3 separate regions of the Callithrix jacchus genome follow, and regions 1 and 2 are each linked to region 3. A link is a contact called in public Hi-C data. All regions are on one chromosome and are shown on one strand. The core of a region is the stretch at or near the end of the contact, and the rest is flanking DNA. Distances in the headings are between cores, read along the strand shown.

Evidence for each region. Hi-C and Micro-C count contacts between places; a contact is called where the count stands out from the background.
Region 1: a contact with region 3 is called in a Hi-C map of skeletal muscle, with 5 times the contacts expected there. The contact joins the promoter of CXCR6 here to the enhancer-like site in region 3. A contact is called at or near these places in 2 of 3 Hi-C or Micro-C datasets (both in skeletal muscle).
Region 2: a contact with region 3 is called in a Hi-C map of skeletal muscle, with 5 times the contacts expected there. The contact joins two enhancer-like sites. A contact is called at or near these places in 3 of 3 Hi-C or Micro-C datasets (induced pluripotent stem cells and skeletal muscle).

Annotation. Positions count from the first base shown.
Region 1 is chr15:28,667,830-28,672,185 of calJac240_pri, forward strand. It overlaps CXCR6 (C-X-C motif chemokine receptor 6), which reads left to right and starts at 2,521. Exons shown (of 2, transcript XM_008981526.5): 1 at 2,521-2,613. All of the region lies in intron 14 of FYCO1 (FYVE and coiled-coil domain autophagy adaptor 1), which reads right to left.
Region 2 is chr15:28,716,525-28,721,055 of calJac240_pri, forward strand. The region is part of intron 1 of FYCO1 (FYVE and coiled-coil domain autophagy adaptor 1); the gene reads right to left. Among named protein-coding and RNA genes, the nearest start is that of FYCO1, 7.9 kb to the right of the region's middle. Within about 2 kb of position 2,782, at least 3 of the 16 cell types and tissues checked have an H3K27ac peak or open chromatin away from gene starts, as enhancers often do. A contact at or near this core is called in skeletal muscle, where this site is marked.
Region 3 is chr15:28,785,346-28,789,527 of calJac240_pri, forward strand. No RefSeq gene overlaps it. Among named protein-coding and RNA genes, the nearest start is that of XCR1, 35 kb to the left of the region's middle. Within about 2 kb of position 1,261, at least 3 of the 16 cell types and tissues checked have an H3K27ac peak or open chromatin away from gene starts, as enhancers often do. A contact at or near this core is called in skeletal muscle, where this site is marked.

The sequences.
Region 1 (4,356 bases), core at 1,271-3,770, 120 kb before region 3:
CAAGGGCTGGACCGGGCACTTGGATCTCTCAGGTCACCGGCTTCGCCCTCTTCCAAGTATACTTTACTTCCATTTGTTCCTGCTCTAAAACTTGCCTCAGTCTCTCCCTCTGCTTTAAACTTACTTTTGCCCCTTGGCCAAATTCTTTCCTCCAAGGAGGCAAGACTCAAGTTGCTGCAGACCCGCATGGATTTGCTGCTGCTAACATACTTTGGTGCCCGTGACTCAGATACGTAATTCCTAGTGGTAAGACACTTCTACACCTCACCTTCTTCCGCTGGAGGTGGTCAACCTCTATACGCGGATTCCTTCTCCTAGTCTCCTGCTTATTGACAACCCCCACAATAATACCTCTCAGCCATAGTAGCTCTGCTCCCGCCAGAGCAGTAAATGTCTCGTCTGAATCCTGGAACAGATAACTTAGCAGCTCGGCAATGTTCGGGAAAGGAGAGCAGGCCAACAGCCTGACCTCCAGGATAAATCTGCAGCAGGTATGTCTGTGCTTCCCTTTTATTCTTCCCCCAATTTTATTTAGAAAATGTTTAGGTATTTCTGGGGAAATCTAAGACACATATGATTGGGTACTGACCCTTAAAAAGTTTAAAGTTTTGTTTCAAATAAAAGTAATGACCTTTAAACAATTAACACTACAAACTGGCAGACAATAAAAGGCATTTTGTAAAGTAAATAAAAGACATTTTGTAAAATAAAATTTTAGCCCCAAACCTGTGAGTAGCTGAGCTCCTCAAATTGATTTGCTAGTCTTTTGTACTACAGGGAAGTTTCCATTAAAGAATGGCCATGATAAACAAGCCATCCTTTCTCAAACACACATATTTCCATATTCACATGTATACACAGTCATGGAGGGCTCTAGGTGCCAGCCTGTTTTCCCCATGGAGTAGAAAAGCTTGCTAAGAATAGCATGGCCAAGGGCATCTGACGAGGCTCAGGCCATTCTAATTCTGCTCTATAGACCTGTCTTGAATGGCATGGTTGACTTGTACCCGGGTAAAACTCAGCCCTCAAAGCTTAAAGATTCCTAAATATTAGGCAGGGTTACTTTAAATTGCCATCCTGCCTTGAAAGGTCTCTTTCAGAAAGGCAGGGCTCTATTTGGCTTAGTCTATTCCTTTTTCATTCATTCACCACTCCCTGCATCCATCTGTCCATTGGTATGCAGTCTAGGCAGCCTCATGGTTCATGCCCATAAGGAATACCTCACTCATTTGTACTAGTTTGGTAGAAAGGATAGTCTGACCTAATTCATTCAAAAAATGCCTGCAAACCTACTAGAGGTCTTCACATCTATTATCACAGCTCCATACACAGAGCAGAACAGGAAGCATTGGCTTTACAGCCGGACAGTCCTAGGTGACCACTGGGGATGTGTTTCTTGGGCAAGTGGGCTAATCTCTCTAATCTTCTGTTTGCCTGTCTGTAAGTGATTAGGATTAGATGGCTGTACACAGAAGCATCCAGCATAGGGCCAAGCTTGCAGTAGAGCTGAGTGTTAGTCTCTGGATCCTGAGGCTGCTCCTGGTCCTTGCTCCCAATGCTTGACATTTGCCCTTAGGAAGAGCCACATGAGAAGGTCTGCCTAGCAGGTGGTAGAGAGAGCAACAGCACTGGGGAGAAGCAGCCTGAATGGCAGTGCATAGTCAGAGAAGGGAGACCAGGCACCTCCACAAGAGGTCAGCTGCTTCTGGGAAAGCAGACATGTCTCCAATTCCTGCCTTCCAGCGTTGTTTCCCAGAAGGGTCAGTAATGTTAGATCACGGAGGCTGACAACTAGAACTGTACTGAGATAAAAGTCGTCAACATCTGGGGAATTCCAGTAGAGAGGGCAGACCAAGGAAACCAGATGATTCCAGCCAGGCTAGGCAAGGTGGGTGAGCACTGCCTGCTGAGGGGCCTGAGTGGTGTGGGCTTAGGAGGTGGGGCTGCACCAGGACCTCTGGCAGACCCATCATCATCCTGTTCATTGGTCTGGTAATGACACAGACCTAAGTGTGTATCTTCAATTTGCCAGTTTCTAGCTGTGTGGACTGGGGCTGTTATTTTGGCTACGGTCCTCAGTGTTCTCATCTATAAAAGAGGGATAATATCCACTGCAGGGCTGCTATGGGGCAAGACAGCTATCACATATGCTGGAGCTGCAAGTGCACGCAGAACCCAGCCATGGACTCAGCATTGGCCCAGACCTCAACTGTTCCAAAAAGATGTCTGACTAATGAATGAAGTAATTTTAAGGTACCAATGCTACCATCTTCAGTGGATGGCCAGAGCCAAACTTCCTTATTGTTCCCCTTTAATTTAAAAATAAAACCCCTGTCATACTCTGACAGAAGAATCAGCCCCGAGGCAGAATGAAGGGGGTATGGGGTATCAGTCACCCATCCATCTCTGACTGACCCACACATTACACAGGGGAGGGCTGGTCATGTGGATTTGAAACTAAAGGACAGGAGTAGGGATGGGTCTCGTATATAACCAGCTGAGGGCTCTTAAAAAAGGTTCAGCGGAAACATGAACCACATCACAGAAGTAGAGGCAGACCTTGCTTCGTGAGCAAGCTCATCTGTGGAACAAACTGTCCAAGCATTTCTGCTGGTGAGTCATTTGTCTTACTCTTTATACTTAAAAGAAGACAGGGAGGACTAACTCCAGGTATTGTTGGTATTTTCAGATTCCTGTCTGTAGTGGGGCACAGTGTAAAATGCCAGGCTATGGAGCTCAACTGCTTTTAGTTCGAATTCCATCACTGCCATTTGCTACCATATGGGTTAAATTGGAGAAACAGTGAACATGTTTCTGGGCACATGGTTAGTGCCTGTGGGCTGATGGTACTACTAGTAATGGCACAGTCAGATACACCTGGGGAGATAAGGAGAATCTAGTTAGTGTCTATATTTGCTCAACGAATAATTTCTGTTTTCATTTCTTTTGCCTAAGACAGGCTGTTTTCTCAGATTATCATTTATGTTCTTTTTTCATTATAAATCAATGTACTACTATAGAAACTTTGGGAACTATTAAAAAAAAGGAAGAAATAGGTCACCCATAATTCCCTCAGCTAGAGGCCAACTGCTAATTAAATGCAATCATTTTTCTAGGTTTTTAAAAGTACAGTCAAAAATCATATAGTTTATCATGAACTCTAAAATGAGTTCTGAATACATGGCAGAGGGATTCAGGGGGTTCATGGACTCCCAGAATTGCAGAGGGGAGTGTGTGTGTGTGTGTGTGTGTGCGTGTGTGTGTGTGTGTTTGACATCTCTTTGTTGTAACAGTAATAGCTAACACTTTGCATATTTGCTTTGTGTTTATAGTTTTTAGCAATTTAACTGTATTACATTTCCCAAAATCATTAAAAATACTTCCTAAACATTTAAGTCATATTCTATGTCTGAATTATAATTTGCTTCATTTATTTTCAGACTTTTACACTATTTCCAAAGTTGTATATGTATTTTTTTAATTTGCAGAAATCAAAATAGGATTTTGATTATAGAAGATAAATAAATGAATGTTTTTGGCCTCTTCTAGAAGGGAAAGTAATTTTTAATACTCTATTTGCACAGCACTGTCCAGGCCCAATCTGTTTACCAATTACTACACAACAAAGTTTACCAATCCTTACACATGAATTTGCATAGGTCCTTTGAGGAAATGTGTCATAGCAGCATAAGGGACCAGCAAAAGTGGAACAGGAGGATATCAAAAAAAGGCAAGAGCAAGTCAAGCAATAATGGGGAGCTGGACATTATTCTTAAGAGCAAAGCCACCTGTTTCATATTTCAAATGATGAAAATCTATGTTTTTGCCTGTGTGAATTAATAACACATACACAATATCTTACCTACTGAATAACTCAATATAGTACCCCAGAAAGCTTGTGGGGGGGCAGGATGTCTACTGGCTGACTTATCTCCCTTAGAGATCTAACAACTGTGGTCTAAGGGCAAGGATGATTTATTAAGCAGTCTTAGCCCAAAGGCAGCATCCTTCTTGCTAGAGAGAAAGGGCACTTTGGCCCCTGGAAAGACAGAGGCAAGCAGCAGCATCAGAGACACTGCTCCCAGTCAGGACTCAGTATCAGGGACAGAAGTGTTTTTGAGTGGATTAGGAGAGGTAACCTCACTGTTTATATGTCCTTGTCTGGTCAGGCAATATTTTGACTTTGTTAAACGTGGCAGAGATTCTATCCAAACACCTGCTCTTCTTCATACACCTTCTTGAGGTGCTGGCCAGACATGGCTACAGGTCACCAGAACTGAGCTGCTGCATGTTGAGTATCTGCAGGTCAGTAGCAAGGGCAAAGCTGGCACTCATGGGCTGATGTTCCTGCAGCTG
Region 2 (4,531 bases), core at 1,532-4,031, 67 kb before region 3:
TCTGGACATTTCTACATCCTTTCAGAACCTTTAATTCTTCCCTTAGTTATCCAGTGCAAAGTTGTAGTGTTTGCTGGCCAAGTAGACAGCAAGACTAGAGATGGCTGTGGCGGCAGCCAGTACTAAATGAGGGCCTACTGTGTGTAGGGCTGTTACGTGCTTTACACACATGATCGCTTTTAATTCTTAAAATCACTCTGGTGGAGTAGATAACATCGTCCCTGTTTACAAAGGAGAAACTGATGCTCAGAGGAGTCATGTAACTTCTTTAAGGCCACAGGCGAGTAAGACGAGCAATCACAGGTTTGAATTGTGGTCAGTCTGATTTCGAATCTGATGGTTTTTCCAATACTGACTTTTTAAGACTAAGGCATTGTCACTACTGCAAATGACCAACCACTTCCACTGGCTTGAGGTACCACCATGAAGTCCAGGGTCTTCCAAGTAATGTGAACACCCTAAGTGTTCTAACATATGCCACCTTTCTCCCACTGCCACCTTACCCTCACAGCTCCAGGAGTCCAGGCAAGCAGATCCTGGCATGAAAATCAACCCAGGCACAAGCTCCTCCAAATATTTACATAAGGATTCCTGCCTCTGTCCGAGGAGAGAAGGGCCTATCACAGGGCAGAGATAATGAGAACCTATTTTTAACTAACTAGCCAGGGTAGCTGTGACTCAGTGCAAACAAGGCCCAAAGAGGGCTTCTCTGGCTTTGGAGGAAGGAAGCAGTCAGACACATGCCTGTACTGCAGTCCTAGGAATTCATGAGTGCCAGAGACAAGAGCTTCAGGGGATCCACAGACAACCCCCTGAACCTCCCAACAAATGTTGGCACCCACCCATCAGGGACACCAAACTGAGGGTAGGAGTGCTTTATGAGAAGCCTGCCTGCCTATCCCTGGGTGTCTCTCCAGGTCACCTGCTGAACACAGGGCCTGAGCAGGGACCAGCTGGGACCCTAGAGAGAGCCAGAGAGGATAAGGACCTCCATGATCAACACGCAGCTGCTCCAGCACATTCCATCAAGTGCCTACTATGTGCAGGCTGGGGATACAGAGGCACACAAAACACATTCCAGCCATGGAGGAACCTGGCTACCCATCAAGGAGACAGATGGAAAAATATCACATATCCAGATACAGTGGAAGAGGCCCCCATAGAGATACAGATAAAAAGTCATGGGTACTCAGCTCTGAGAAGATAGGAACTATGGGTATACAAAATGACATGGAGGAATCTGAAATGCCCTGTGCTGAGTTAAGAAAGATTCTCAAACCATGACAACTGTGCAATCCCATTTATATGCGATTCTGGCAAAGGCAAATTATTAGGAGAGAAATCACATCAGTGGCTCCAGAGCCTAGGGGAGAAGGGAGGGTCTGACTACAAAGGAGCACAGGGAAATTTGGGAGGCAATTCTGTTTGGTGCCTTGATTACGGTGATGGTTACGTGACTACATGTATTTGACAAACATATACTTGTCACAACTCATATAACTGTAAATTATATCTCATAAAAAAGCAGCATTGTGATGAATTTGTAAAAAAATCCAATGGGATCTGAGGAAGGGAAAATTAAGTTCTCCTTGAGGAAGGGAGAAGTGGTGGACATTCTGTGATGGCCAGGCCTAAAAAATGAACAGGAGGCGGTGGCTCACACCTGTAATCCCAGTACTTTGGGAGGCCGAGGCAGGTGGATCACGAGGTCAAGAGATCGAGACCATCCTGGTCAACTTGGTGAAACCCCGTCTCTACTAAAAATACAAAAAATTAGCTGGGCATGGTGGTGTGTGCCTGTAGTCCCAGCTACTCGGGAGGCTGGGGCAGGAGAATTGCCTGAACCCAGGAGGCGGAGTTCGCGGTGAGCTGAGATGGCACCATTGCATTCCAGCCTGGGTAGCAGGAGCGAAACTCCGTCTCAAAGAAAAAAAAAAAATGAACAGGAGGTCACTGGAGAGAGCCAAGAAGGAAAGGATACCGGGGCGGAGGCACACAAGAGTAAAGGCTGTTTCTTTAGCTGCATTACTCTTATTTGACTACTGCCAACACAGAGGAGCTTGCGGTTTCTGAGAGAAATAATCCTGGAGGAAGATGACTGGAGTGATGCCCTGTGAGCCTTCAGATGCAGCCCACCAGGTCTGTGTGTACACTTCTAGACCATGTCTGTGGAGAGGGTGGAGGCTGGGAAGGAGGTGAGAGCAACAACAGATCCTGAGTAGCTCTTCCAGGCTGCGGCCAGGACAAGGGAGGAACCACACAACCAGCTGGATTTTCTGGAAACCAGACTTAACTGGAGTCTGGCACAAGGGAAACAATGTCTGCAAACCCAAACCAGTATCTTGGCATCATGAGCCTGAACACAGACAGCAATATGCTCCTTTAAGAATTCTTGGTGCTTTCGTGACACTGCCCCTGTGTCAGCCCAAAGCAGGAGGCCTTGTCAGTCTGATCTTCCGAGTGTGCTCTCCACTGGTGTCAAGTTCCCAGGTCATGGGGTGAGCTGTTCCCAGCCGCTGATTACACAAGCTGACTTTCCAAAGAGGCTGTGTCACCACCAGGGTCATGGGCCCTAAGAAATTGCATGCCAGGCCTGTGGGGCGTGGTGGGCTTCCCCACTCTGACTCTTCCCCACCTCACAGGGATTCAGGAAGTAAATCAGAGCTTCCATAGAGAACATAGTCACCATGGGGATGCTATTTTCATGGACTCAGCAGCTTGCTTCCCTTGCTCCTCAGTCTTGGTCTGAGGTCATTATTAACCACAACAAAAGGCAAAGAATCGGCATGATCTCTCTCCAAACATGATCAACTTTCTTGTGTCTCTAGGTAAGCTTGCCCTTTCATTGAGGGATCATAGACTCCTGGCCTGAACCAGCCTGATCCTGACATCTATAATCCATTGGCAAACAGCTCTCCCAACTCAGGAGACACTCAAAGCTCTGTACACACTCCCATGGCTGCTTCAGCACCAGGGTAAGGACTCTGGGACTCACACACCTCACAGGACCCCGCAGTGTGTCAATCACCTCATAAACCCAGTCCTTGTTGCACAACATGTAAAAACCTTCATCATTGTCTCTGACAGGCTCTTCTAAACAGCAGAGAAATCCGTTTTATACAATCTTTGGAAGTACTGGATTTCCTTGCCAACAACTCAAAATTACGTTTAAGTCTATCCAAAATGTCTGAAAACATCCAATTTTCTAATAAAGAGGAAAAGGGACTCACTGCATTTTAAAAAATTCTTATTTTTCACTTGGTACCAGTGTATGAGTTCTTAGTCATGACCTAGGTATCATTTTAGAGGTAAACGATGTTCTCTGACCTCCAAGTTTTAAAAATATCTGCCCAGATGCCCTCAATGCCTTAAACAATAGCAACAGCGGTGTAGTCAAAGACACAGAGATGCTGACTGACTCATGTAAACTTATTTGCACTACAGTGCAAGTGACTAATACTCATAATATTGCCCAGAAACTGGCTCAGACAGCAACAATAATAACATCTGAGTTGCCACACAAGGAAAGAAGAATCATCGGGGGAGGAGGAGGTTGGAGGCGTGGAAGTCAACCTTTCTCCGCCTTCAAAATTTTGCTCCCAACACAATAGCTAAGGGCTGACCTAGAGAGGGCTCCTTACAGTTGTATTTCTCCCCCAGTCCCAAATAAGGAGGAGCATACCAGTTGTAAATTCTCCCCTGACCAAGAAAGAATGTTAAGGACAAGGACAGATAAAAAGGCAGAAAAGCCTTTCTGGAAGAGTCCATTGCCTAGGCCTGGTTCAGCACACCCAGTGGCATCTATATCTAGTTACCACCTACAGAAAGGGAGGCACTTGGCTGGTACCTGCAGTTTCAAAGGCCCGGAGGTCCTGCTGGCCCAGCGCTGGAACAATCAGTGGGCAGGCAGACTGCCCTCCCCAGAGCTTCGAGAGGGTGGCTAGGAGAGTGCTCCGGAGTTTGCCAGAGGCCAGCTCAGAGGCAGGTATTTCAGCACACGTGAACAAAGACTCATTAGGTGACCCAACCCCTTGGACCTGTGATTAAAGTGTTAAGCCACTGCATGCCTGGGTCATCTTTCCCAAACACTCCTTCTTGTCATCTTCTCTCTTAAAGGGAATGAGAACTTGAGGCTTTATTATAGCTTCTTGAAACTTCTCTTGGTCCCCTCTGTTCCACCAACAATAGCAGGTTCCCTGGTTGCTCCACCAGAACACATACAAAACGGCCACTATTCTAGTCCATGGACCCCAGAGAACAGGGCTTCGAGGGCTCTGAGGGGTTGCTTTTGAATCTGGGGGAAGCCAAGTGTTTTTTTTTTAGTGAGGTGGGTGGCTGATCAAGGGAGGAGCCACACCTCTATACTTGAGGCTGTGGGGCTGAGAAAATATCCAGGAGGTGACAATGACAGGCATGAGAATTTGGGCAGTCTCTGGAACAACTGCATCAATAATTGAGAACTCAACTGATGCATCTACTCCTGCCCCAAAGAATACAGGCCCCACCTACATGGGGAAAAACTACAGATCTC
Region 3 (4,182 bases), core at 11-2,510:
CCTCTGCCTGAAAAAATCTCTCGCTGTCCCCCTTCCCCTAGTTCATTACTTCTCATCCTTGGCTTAAATGTTAACCTCCTAAACATGTAAGCCTCTTTGTTAATTGTATTATTTTGCACCCTGTTGTTTATCTGTTCATGGCAAATCTTTTCCCCAATGGCTTGTTATTATTTGAGACAGGGCCTCACTCTACCACCTAGGCTGGAGTACAGTGATACAATTATGACTTACTGTAGCCTTGACCTCTTCCTGGGCTCAAGCAATCATCCCACCTCAACCTCCCTAGTAGCTGGGACTAAAGGTGGATGCTACCATGCCAGGATAATTTCTTTTAATTTTAGTAGAGACAGAGTCTTGCTATGTTGCCCATCCCGGTCTCAAACTTCTGGCATCAAGTGATCCTCCCACCTTGGCCTCCTAAAGTGCTGGGATTATAGGTGTGAGCCAATGTGTCTGGCCCCTAATGATTATTTAACAATAATAATACCAGTATTCAACATTGATTGAACACATACCATGTGCCAAGCACTGAGGAATTATTCGTTAGACTCTTTTAGACAGTTTCCATAAGGGCAGGGATCATGTCTCTGTTGTTCATTGTTCTATCTCTCTAGTGCCTAGGACAGTAGCTGGCACATACCAGGAACTCAACAAACATGTATGGAGTGGAAAAAATCCCAAAATGAGCCTTGCAAGTTTTTCCTAGCTCTCTTGTATCGTGGGAGATTAAATATGGCTGCAAATCCTTTACTGCTCCTCCCACTGATTGATGAAGTTCAGTTCCACTCTTGAAATCTCAGCTGGCCTCGGTGATGTGCTTGACTGATAGAATGTGGTTGGAGTGACATTCTGGGACTTCTAACTCGTAAGAAGCCTTGCAGCTTTCACCTGGGTCTCTTGGAACATTCTCGCTTGGTGCTCTGAACCACCACTTTTGAAGAACGACATATGAAGCCACCATGCTGGTGAGGCCACATGCAGGAATGGTAGATGGTTCCAGCCGAGCCTAGCTCTCCAGCCTTCTCTGTTCAGCCCCAGGTATCCACCAGTTCAACAGCACCAAGGGACCCCCACTGATGCTGCATGAAAGAGTTACCCAGCCAAGCCCTACTCAACTTTCTGAGTCACAAAATTGTGAGATCTAATCAAATGATGCTTCTTTTAAGCCTCTGCATTTTGAAGCACTTTGTTATGTAGCAGTAGTCAAAACAAGTAATATTAATTAGGGGAAAATCCCCATCCTGCTTTTCCTCCCCTCCTTCACCCATCCCACACTCTCAGGCTGCTCTTAGGGACTGTTACCAGTGGGAGTCTTGCTAACTTTCCAGCAACTTAATCTTTGATGTGGCTTTAAGAGGGGTGCCTTCTCTTAGCTGAGCTTCCATTTGCCACACTGCTGGGGAATCCCCCAAATGCTAGCCTGCCCACTTTACAAGCTCCGACAGCTGAGCTGTTCTGGGCCACCTGCCAAATCTCAGATGATACCCCTATGACGTCAGGTGACAGTAAAATTCACTGACTCCTGGGCGTAGGGAGGCCCTGTTTTTGAAGTCTGCTTTTCTCACCCAACACACAGCTCAGTAGACCCCATTGCCAGTTAGACTTGGGGAAATGCAGGTGTTGGCCCCGGGCTCCCCCAAGGTCCACTGCTGCCTGGTTCTCCGGGTCAGATCTGTTTCAAGCAGAGCAAACTACTGCTGGAATCACCAGGGCTGTGAGGAGGTTCAGAGGGTGACCCAGGTTAGTAGTTAGAGGACTGAACCATGCGGGGTGTGCTCTGAATGTGTGTAGGGTGATAGACGGAGCCTTTTGGATATTTCTGGTAGCACCAAAGACTAAACAGGCATTTGAGAAGCCTGAGGCATCTTTGCCTGTTCCAGGGCCTCTGAAAGAGGTGATGTGGGGATATCCCTGGGGCATTTGCTAACTCATTCTCAGAAGATCTGAGGAAAATATTCACTCCCTCTTCTCGCTCCTTTGCTGCCCAAGCACACATGGGTGGGTGGAGGGAGGGAGGCCAGCAACAGCATTCCTGGTAGAGGGAGCTAGGGTAGTAAGCACAGGTGTCTTGTGATGCAGCAAGGCAGGCTCACCAGGGCCAGACCAGGTAGATCCTCAGATACACTCCTTGGTGCTCTGGGGCACAGCCCTCATTTCTTAGAGGGAAGTTGGTGTAGACCACACTAGATAAGGCTCATGGTGTATATAGGTTCCCAGGTCCCCCATGCACCTATAGAAACAGAAGCTCTTTGGATGGGGCCCATGCCTTTGCATTTGTGACAAGTGTCTAGGCAGTTATGAAAAAGGAGGCCAGGCAGTATAGAGGTTAACTCCGTGGTGTCTGGAGTTAGGCCTCAGGGGTTTAAATCCAGACTCTAGCATTCAGTGCCTGTGCAATTTTGGCACCTCGGTTTCCTTATCTGAATTGCAGATAATTATAGCGCCACTATACTGAGTTGATGTGAGGATTAAATAAACTAACATGAGTTAGATACTTAGTATGCAGATGTTGGGTGCTCAATAGCTGATTTTCCCAGCAACCTGAATGATGACAGTAGTGTAATGAGGAAACTATGGACCTGTGGTACAGAGTCAGACCCCAATACATGTTTGCTGAAGTGAGGACAGGAGCATGTCATATTCAGCCAGGTCATTAGCACAGTCATGCTGTGAACATTGATTCTCACAGATAGGCCTAGCATACCTGTAGGTGCTGGGGGTTCAAAAGGAATACATCAGCATTCCACTGTCCCTGAACTTTGTGGCTTGTGGGCTATATAAAGAAAAAAAAAAAAGGAATACATCATTTTTGGTCCCCGCCTTTAAGATACTCGTAAGGTTATAGATATGGAAATGGTGTTTAGGAGGCAGTATGGTAAGTTCTATGTGAGGGGAAGGCTGACTACACCATCTTTGAAGAGGCATGGTATGCTTCCTGGAGGTGGTGATGTCAAAGGGGGATCAGAAGAACAAGAAGGAGTTATCCAGGGAGAGGGAGCTGAATGCCAGATGTAGGGGAACACTCATGCACTATTGGACATTCTGGGCCATCAAGAACTTCGTTGTGGGTGAAGTGCATGGTATAAGAGGCAGGAACGTCAAGGTCTGAAGCTGGAAAGATGAGCAGCATTCACTGGTTGGGTTGAGGTGAGTTGGGCTGAATTGGGCTCTGTGCCTTCAGTTCTGGCCAGCTCATGTCACCCATACATAGCACGTTCTTACCACAAAGGTCACCTGTGTATTCTTGAATAAGTCAGAATTAGTCAGTTATACACTGCTTTGGTGACCAGAGCTATGAAAGGTCACAGAGACCCAAATTCCTGCCCCAGGAAACACGTGATCACTTTGAGCTGGAGGACAGTTAACTAAGTTGGGGACTACATTTCAAAAAGGTCACATGGAGATTTAGAGAAAACTTCCTAGAAGAAGTGGCATGGCTAAGTTTTGAAAAGTACATAGCGGTTAAAACAGGGAGAGAAGAGGAAAGAGGACATGCTGTGGAGGGGCTGGCCAATGAGAAATTCAGGAGGCAGAAAATCTCAGGTCTTGTTCAAAGGACTCTGGCTCAAGAGGGGAAAATGTGTGCTAAGATGGTTGGTGGGAGAGGCAGAGGAGGGAGACAAAGGTCCTTGTTCGTTAGGGTATAGAGTTTGAGATTAATGCTGAATGCAGAAATAGTGAAAGACTTTAAGCAGAGGAATAAGGTCATTGGTGAGTTCACTAGGCTGCTTTTGGCTGTAAGTAGCAGAGCACACGACTAAAATGGCTTACATAATGGAGGCTGCTAACTTCTGTTAGGAAGGTAATTCTAGGGCTGATGCAGCAAATTCTACCAGACTCAGCACCTCTGTGGCATCATTCCCTATGATTACAAGGTAGCTGCTATGGCTCCAAGCATCACGGCTTTGTTACAGCATGCAAAACAGGAAATAAGGACACACACATCTATACAAGTGGCTCTTATTGGGTGCAATTTTGTGATGTCTGAAAGCATTTTGGGTTATCACAACTTGGGACAGCTGCTGACATCTAGTAAGTAGAGGATTTCTTTCTTTCCTTTTTCCCTTTCTTCTCTCTCTCTGACTCTTGATACACCTTTAGTTCTGGGCTTTCCATTCCATTGTTATGTTAAATGCAGTGTCTTTTTTTCACTTTCAGTGTTTCAAAGGATAATTAGTTTGA